Regions from separate parts of the Mus musculus genome. Here all the other regions are linked to region 3. The links are chromatin contacts, called in public promoter capture Hi-C maps. All regions are on one chromosome and are shown on one strand. The core of a region is the stretch at or near the end of the contact, and the rest is flanking DNA. Distances in the headings are between cores, read along the strand shown.

The links. Promoter capture Hi-C pulls out the DNA fragments that hold promoters and counts their contacts.
Region 1: a promoter capture Hi-C map of pre-B cells shows a contact between it and region 3. A contact is called at or near these places in 4 of 39 promoter capture datasets (the 3T3-L1 cell line, hippocampal neurons, liver and 1 more), 1 of 130 datasets of targeted methods (large pre-B cells) and 2 of 9 other capture datasets (adipose tissue and liver).
Region 2: a contact with region 3 is called in a promoter capture Hi-C map of pre-B cells, with 4 times the contacts expected there. A contact is called at or near these places in 2 of 39 promoter capture datasets (the C10 cell line and pre-B cells), 1 of 484 Hi-C or Micro-C datasets (pro-B cells) and 1 of 130 datasets of targeted methods (large pre-B cells).

Annotation. Positions count from the first base shown.
Region 1 is chr19:15,983,634-15,986,333 of GRCm38.p6, forward strand. It overlaps Cep78 (centrosomal protein 78), which reads right to left and starts at 1,356. Exons shown (of 15, transcript NM_198019.2): 1 at 980-1,356. The coding sequence starts at 1,247. C130060C02Rik (RIKEN cDNA C130060C02 gene) reads left to right here and starts at 1,442. Exons shown (of 3, transcript NR_045355.1): 1 at 1,442-1,659.
Region 2 is chr19:16,131,431-16,134,130 of GRCm38.p6, forward strand. It overlaps Gnaq (guanine nucleotide binding protein, alpha q polypeptide), which reads left to right and starts at 1,254. Exons shown (of 7, transcript NM_008139.6): 1 at 1,254-2,031. The coding sequence starts at 1,896.
Region 3 is chr19:18,630,685-18,633,384 of GRCm38.p6, forward strand. It overlaps Nmrk1 (nicotinamide riboside kinase 1), which reads left to right and starts at 1,332. Exons shown (of 9, transcript NM_145497.2): 1 at 1,332-1,397. It overlaps Ostf1 (osteoclast stimulating factor 1), which reads right to left and starts at 1,129. Exons shown (of 10, transcript NM_017375.3): 1 at 936-1,129. The coding sequence starts at 969.

The DNA.
Region 1 (2,700 bases), core at 106-2,605, 2.6 Mb before region 3:
AGGAACATATATATTGGATGGTAATTTTTTTTTTTTGGCTTCTGGGCGGGTGTTCATGAATGACCATAGAAGCACCACAAAGACTTGGCTGGGAGTTACAAAAATTCAAATGAAAGGAACTTGTAAATACGTTATCTGCAAATAACCAGAGTCAACTGTTTTACAACGGGTTCGTCAAAAATAATAGTTCCAGTCGGGCAGTGGTGGCGCACGCCTTCAATCCCAGCACTCGAGAGGCAGAGGCAGGCCAGACTCTGAGTTCAAGGCCAGCCTGGTCTACAGAGTGAGTTCCAAGATAGCCAGGGCTACACAGAGAAACCCTGTCTCTCAAATAAATAAATAAATAAATAAATAAATAAATAAATAAATAAATAAATAAATAAATAAAAGAAACAAATAATAATAGTCCCTTGGGCTGGAGAGATGGCTCAATGGTTGGACATACTTGCTGCTCTTGCAAAGGATGCGAGTTCGGTTCCCAGCATCCATATGGTGGTTCACATATGGACTCCGACCTCTTACCCCCTTTTCTGTACTCCGCAGGCACTGCACACACATAGTGCACATACACACGCGAAGGCAAAACCCTCAAATATTTTTCTAAAAATCAAAAAAGACGTCCCTGATTATTTTTTTGTTATACATTTTTTTCTTTCCATCTTTAACCTTCTCCTTTTCTGTATTAAACTTGCAATTACGAATGAAGGGAGATTGTACATTTAAACCCCTAAAAGAAGAGAGGGCAGGGACCATTTGCTAAATTATCACGCATATTCCCCTCGGGGTGCAGAGTTGGTCATCCTCGCTGTAATAAGGGGCAGTGTCGAGTTCTACTCCCTAGCTTGACTACTCCAGACAACGGACCGAGGCGGCAACCTGCAAGGGAGGCGGCGGCAAAAACTCCTTTGTGGCTAGGTGGAGGCCGCTTCGCAGGCTGATCCTGCACCGGGCTCCCACTTCTCCGACCAAACCCTCGCACCTCCGGACCGCAGAACTGTTTCCCCGAGCCACGGCTGGAAGGAGCTCTTGATGGCCACCAGCGGCAGGTCGCGGTTCACCCTGAGCGTGCTGAGCAGCGGTGCCCAGTCCACCGCGCGCAGCCGGTCGGCATTGAAGTCCAGCACGCCGTCCCGCAGGCAGGCGCGCACGGCGGGCAGCGGCACGGAGTCCTGCAGCGCGCACAGGTACTCGTAGTGCGAGAAGAAGTCGGCCGCGCAGTCGCGCCGGAGCTTCACCGAGTCGATCATGACCGGCAACCCCGGGGACCTCCACCAGCCGCCCCGCGCCGCCTCCCGCCACGCCTCGGGCGGTTAGCGCCCGCTCTGGGAGCCGCCGCCGCCGTTCTAGTCACCGGCGAGCTCCCGCGGGCGACGTGCGCATGCGTCGGCGCGCTCGCTGTGCGTCAGAGCGCGGGCCACGCCCACCCGGGCTCGCTACGTCCAACGCGCCATCAGCTGGAGGCGAGTAGATGCTCTGCAGTGAGCGCGCCTCTGGGTACCAAAAGTGAGGTGCAATGGAGTGACGACCTGAGAACCGGGCTTGACCTGAGAACTGAGAAGCGGGTTTAGCCTCGAGAAGACTGTTAGAAGCGCTCAACTGTTTATGCTTCCTCACCGAGAGAAGTCACAAGAAGAATTTCCCAACACGTATGCAAACCAGGTGGCTTCCTTCCTCTCTTCTTTGGGTTAGGCAAAGCTAGAGTTTAGCTTAGTATCCTCCATTGATGGTGGATATTTCTCTCCCTCTCTATCTCTCTATGTGTTGTTTGAGACAACGTTTCTCTGTATAACAGTCCTGGCTGTCCTGGAACTCACTTTGTAGACTAGGTTGGCCTCGAACTCTTACTAGTTTTCAATGTTAGTACTCTAAATAAACTCGAAGACGACTCCTGTATCACAGAGAGACCATAATTTCATTACGGTTTTATTATTAATGATTTTAACAGAGTTAGTAACATTGAGCATAATAGCTATGGAAAGTGAACTTGGGATTCACTCAGCAGTGGTTAAGTTGAGCTATTTTATTCCCTATGTCATGTTATTTAGTTATGCATTAAAATGAATTACTTTGAGCAGAAACAAAGTGAACTCTGGGTAATAAATACATCAGTCTGTTTTATTCTTTTTAAGGATTTATTTATGGGTACGTGCCTGTATGCTATCTGTGTGCAAGTGTCCAGAGTGACCAGAAGAAGGCATCAGATCCTCTGGAACTGGTGTTACAGGTGGTAGTGAGCCAGTCAGTGTAGGTGCTGGGAACCAGACTCAGAGCCTCTGAAAGAAGAGCTGTCTCTAGCCACCATTTCAGTTACATTTGTAAAAGATTTGCTTATATTTTTATTCAGTGTGTGTGTGTGTGTGTGTGAGTGACACGTGTACACAGTGCTTAGGGATATCAGAAAGGGGCGTCAGATGCCTTGGACCTGAAGTTATAGGCATTTGAGACATTTGTGACCCACCCACCATAGGTGCTGGGAATGGAACCCAGTCCTCTGGAAGGGCAGTTAAGTGCACCTAAGTGCTAAGCCATTTCTCTGAAATACTTTAAAGCACATTTATAAATTCCTGAGGTATGAGTTTGATTTTCTGTTTATAAGGCATACTATATTCAAGAGACATTATGAATGACAGGCTAAATGTCCACAGTTAAGTCTTTTGTGTCCTCATTCACTTCTTTTAAAACATAAGTTTGTTGTTTTTA
Region 2 (2,700 bases), core at 4-2,503, 2.5 Mb before region 3:
GGGGGGTGGGGGTGGGGGTGGGGGTGGGGGTGGGGGATGGGGTGGGGTGGTGGTGGTGGTGGTGGAGAATAAGGCAAACCAGAGGAGAGACCTTGAAGTCCAAGACTTGTTTCATTCTTAAGTTGCAGCAATGGGTATGATCTTACATTGCAGCCCAGATCAACAGGAGCAGTTTATGAAAAGCATGAAATGTGGAGGCGCCCACTTCTATCTATAAAGTCAGGAAAAATAGTACGATTCTCCTCTTGATGTTTGAGACACACTGAATTGAATGAACCTTTTTTTTTCCCCAATACAACCTTGAATGAACAAGATATTTTCTATTTATTAGTAAACCACCTCAAATTAGAAGTATAAAAACCAAATAGAATTTTGCTCCAATGATACTAGTTTCTTCACTTTCTCCTATTTTATTCTCTCTCCCTCCCCCTTTTCTTTGCTACAAGGTCTCATACTGCTCAGGAAGCAATTCTCCTGCCTCAGCCTGTGGAGTGTGGAGTTTATGGGTGTGAGCCACCATATCTGTCTCTTTCATTTCATTCTGTACTACTTGGCGTTCTCCCAGAAGTCATCCTTAACTGTCACGGTGTAGAAGGGTCAATCCTACATTACCAGACTGTTTAACGTAGTGTGCTGGTAGGAAAACAGAAACCACCTCAGTGACCCGAAAAGTTGGAACGGATCAGGAGGCTCTTGGAAACTTGGGCAGCTTCTTTTTTTCTCTTTAGGATTCAGATTCCTATCTGGAGATAAGGAGGACAGTTCCGTCCACAGATCCCTCAGTAACCCCCAGAGAGCCAGTGACAATCCTTTCTCTTCCCTAGTAAAGAGCATCCCATCTTCTAAGATGGATCTTGGGTCAGAGGCCACTCGAGGCAGCTTCTTCCCAATGGCGTTTTAGAAATAGGAAAGGGCAGCCCGGCTGCAGAGAGGCCCGGAGCGCAGCGCGTGGGCTCCCGGCAGGGCTCCCGCAGCGCCAGCGGCCAGAGGGCAGGCCGAGGCCGCCATATTCTCGCCGACCACGCCCCGGCAGCCCAGCGGCAGCCGAAGGTCGGTGTCCGCCTGCCGGACCCGCTCCAACGGCCGTGACCGCCGCGCCGGAGCTCGCACAGAGGGAGGCGGCCGGCGAGCGGGGCGGGCAGTCGGGGGCGGGGCGAGGAGAGCGCGAGCTGTCCAGGAGGGGCCGCGGTCCCGCCCCTTGCGCTGTGCCCGCCCCCTGCGCCCGTCCTCCTCCTCCTCCTCCCGCCGCCGCCGCCCCCTCCCGGATCTGTGCTCCAGTTCAGAGAAAGGAGAAAATGTGTGTGTGTGGCGAGGGGGAGGGCGAGCACTGAGCAGCCGCGGCGCGCCTGGCAATCGGGCCGGGTGGGCGTCCGGCGGAGGCGGGGGCGGAGGCGGGGAGCGCGCGGCGGCCGGCTGCCCGGTTTGCGAGCGAGCCGAGTGGGCGCGGGCAGGCCGAGGGCGCCCGGAGCCGAGTCAGGCGGCGGCGGCGGCGGCGGCGAGGAGCGGGCGCGCCGGGCGCGCTGAGCCGTCGGCGGTCGCTCGCTGCGGGGCCGCCTCGGTGGATGAGCTCGGGCCGCTGGGCGCACAGCCTTGGGCAGCGTCGGCGGCGGCGCCTGGAGGGCCGCGCGCTCTCCGAGAAGGCGGCGTGTGAGCGCGGCGGGGCGCGGCGGCCTTTCCTCGCGCGTCCCAGGCTCCCGGCCCCGCTCGTTCCCGGCCCGCCTGGGCTGCGGGCCCGGCCGCCTCCTTTACCGCGGCTCCCCTGAGCTCGTCCCTGACGCGCGCCCGGGCGGCGGGGCTCCGCGGCCGCCGCTGCCTCGGGGGAGCGAGGGCGGAGGGCGTGTGTGCGCGCGTGTGAGCAGGGCGCCGGCGGGGCTGCAGCGAGGCACTTCGGAAGAATGACTCTGGAGTCCATCATGGCGTGCTGCCTGAGCGAGGAGGCCAAGGAAGCCCGGAGGATCAACGACGAGATCGAGCGGCAGCTGCGCAGGGACAAGCGCGACGCCCGCCGGGAGCTCAAGCTGCTGCTGCTGGGTGAGTGCGGCCCTTGGGCCCCGGTACCCCCCGCCCCGGCTCGCCGCTGCCCTCCCCACGCGCGTCCCCGGCCGGCACCCGCACCCGCACCCGCGCGCGCGCACCCAGGGGCCGAGGGCCGGGGCTCCCGGGCGCGGATCCGCGGCGTGCGCCTTTGGTGTCAGCTAGGGCCGTGCTCGGTGCACAGCGTCTGCGGGACGGCTGAGCGTCCGCGCGAGCGGCGCGGGTGGGCAATGGCGTGCAGTGCGGTGGTCGGCCAGCGTCCATTGTGGCGCGTTGTGGGGTGGAGAGGGAAGGGTGGAAACGGGGAGCAGACCCCGGTCTGGATTCTGCTAGGAAAGGTGCTGAGGAAGCCTTGGCTGGCGCTCCAATAAACCCGGGTTAACGTACTGGGCAGGGGCGGGGCGGGAAGACTAGCCCAAATGTGCTATACTGTAGCCACCAGGCCACTGACAGGAGTGACCCCAGAGAGTTGCATGGCCAGTGGATGGTGACAGGCGTCTCTATGAACCATTCCTTCCGGATAAAGATGAAGGATCCGGGAGTGTTGTACTGTGTGGTTGTTGACAGCAGACGGGTGTCTTTTGTTTAATGAGGCGACCCAGATGTATGCCTGAATTCACAGCAGTTTCTACTGGAAACCAGCGCAGCCTCTCAGTTACTCTCCTG
Region 3 (2,700 bases), core at 82-2,581:
CAGGCCAAAGCCAGTCTGAGCCACTTCCTTCATATTCCGGCCCTACAGAATTTACGTCGACAGCGAATGCCTGTTTCACAAATATGTGTGCATTATTTTCAAAGTCAGGGGCTTGATGCTGCCACAAAAGAAGGAAACTGGATAATTATTGAAGTTGAAGTGACTGTCACTTTAGTAAAACAAACAAACAAGCAAAGCAAAACCAATAAAACAACCTCAAGGGCAAAAAAAAAAAAAAAAAAAAATCACTGAAGCAGCAGCATAAGCAGCTATAAAAGTTGATGTAAATGGCTTTCAGCCTTTGTAATACCAAAGCTGCAGGAGATTAGGAAAAGGGGTCTGGGAATTCATCAAACATTCATCTCCCATTTTTTTACGATCCCTGTCAATTCCCTATCCAAATGAAAATTCCCACGAGTTTATTTAGTCTCGTTTCTCCATATCACAGAAAACACTCTAAGAACAACGTTTTTAAAAGTGAACCAGGAAGGGCGGTCAAGAAAACTGCTTTGAGGAACTTCGTACTCTCTCCAGTTTAGTTCGCGAGAGTCACCCTAAGCAAAAACACTAGGATGCATGACAGAGCGACACTGCCTAAAGCTAGGAGCCGAGAGGGTTGCAGCCCGGCTGTCCCGCTGGCAGCGCCCGAGCAGCTCTCCAAAGCTCCCGGGAGACCTCGGGTCCCTGGCCCGCTCCAGCCCGGGCGCAAACCCCACCCAGCCGCAGCGCACTTCCCGTTCGCCTGCCGGTCAAGAACTCCAACTTGACAGCGACAGGGCGAAATATGAGGAAGTGGCCGCGACCGAGGTGCTGCCACCACACCGCTAGAACGTCCTGGCGAGCCGTGTGGACAGAGTCCGAGGACGCTCCTCGGGAACTCGAGCACCGGGTCCCGCAGCCTGGAGACCCGCACGCGCAGCGCACACCACTCTTACCTGGTTTGACCGGTTTGGGAGGTGGCTTGGACATGGCGCTACACGGAGCGACCAGGCTCAGCCGCGGGAGCCCCACACGCACACGAGAACTGGGCGCCAAGCCTGCGCTGGCCGCGGCCGCTCCGGATCCGCGCGCAACCCGATGCGGGACACTCGGACCAGCGAGCTCCGCAGACAGCCCGGCCTTCCCACCAGGAAGTGGCCGCGCCTCGCCGGCTGCTGATTGGCTGCGGCGGGGAGCCCGGCCGAACCTCAGAGGTCCAGCCTGCTCCGGCACGCCGGAGCCCCGCCTTTCTCTTGGGGGAGGAGCTTTACAGTAGCCACGCCCTCAGGCCCTGCGTAGGGGAGGCTATGAAAGCGCAGTGGACTTCGCTGCCTAGGTGAGCACCGGGCAGTGGTAGGCATGAAACGCTCTTGAAGCTTGCTCTGCGACCCTGCTGGGAAGGATTCGAACCCGCTTCGGTGAGTACCCACTGCCTGCTGCGTACACACGGCGAGGCCTGGGAATCTTCAAGAGTCTCCTTCGCTGTATGTACCAGGAACCTGATCGTGTCTAGGGAAACCGCGGTGGGACTTAGATGCTCCTAAAAAGCAACTAGACACTGCTAGCTGTAGGAGACCCCACATTTGCTAGCTGGAGAATCGGGTCTTGATCCCCCACGGGACAGGACAGCTTTTTCTACAGCATCTGGTTAACAAACTCCAACCCACTTGCTGCCTGGCTTTTATAAAGACTTCTAACAGTGCTTTTGGCGTTTTTTAAATAGCTGAGACAAAAGCATAGTATTTTGTGGCACACGAAAGTTAGGGGAAACTTAGATTTCCGTGACCATAAAATTTTATTAGAACACAGCATGCTCGTTTGCTTATGCATTGGCTTTCTTATTACAATTTCAGAGTTGAATAGTTACCCGCGAAGTCAAAACTATACTACTGGCTGGTACTTTATACAAGTTGCCCAACACGAGAGTTTATGTTCACACATAAGTAAACTCACAATGTCACAGTCAATATTATATGCCTATTGTATATTAGGGGTAATAAAAATGAAAATACTGGTTATGTAAGAAACTACAGGGTCAGCACAATGGTCCAGCTGCCCCTGCTGCCAAACCTGATGAGCAGAGTTCAGCCTCTAGCACCCACACTTTGGAAAGAGAACTCCCAGGAGACCTATGACCTGAGCATGTGTTCTGTGGTGAACCATGGCATGCACCTGCCCACACACATGCACCGCAACCTAGATACAAATGTAAGAAAGCAACTTTTTAAAAAAGAACCTCCACAAAATGGACCTTCAACATGTCTATTGAAGGTTAATTTACGGGGAAAAAAGTGACTGAAACTTCAAGGGGCAAAGGTTAGCAGGAGCTTGGTCATGGCTATGCCCCCAGGCCTTGCTTACCAGGAACTCTACCTGTGGGGGATTTCTGCTTACCAAAAGGGTTCAAAGTTGAAATTAGTCCTATTCATGGGAGCGTATCCAGATAACTGTAGCCTGAACCTCACGGAAGTCCTGAAACCTGGGCCTTGAAGTCATCTGAAGAGCATGTGTGTTTGCTCTTGTGTTTCTCAGATTTGATTGATGGTGGAGTTCTTGCCGCCTGCTGACTCTTCCCATCCTCCTGGGAATCATTCTGTGCTTTAGAAGTCTCTGTTCAGAGTGGAATAGATTGAATATAAACATAAGCCAACTATGAAGAAGATTTAACATTTCACTGGGATTAAATCAAAGATAGTTTTAAACAATTCTGCGTATGAGCCA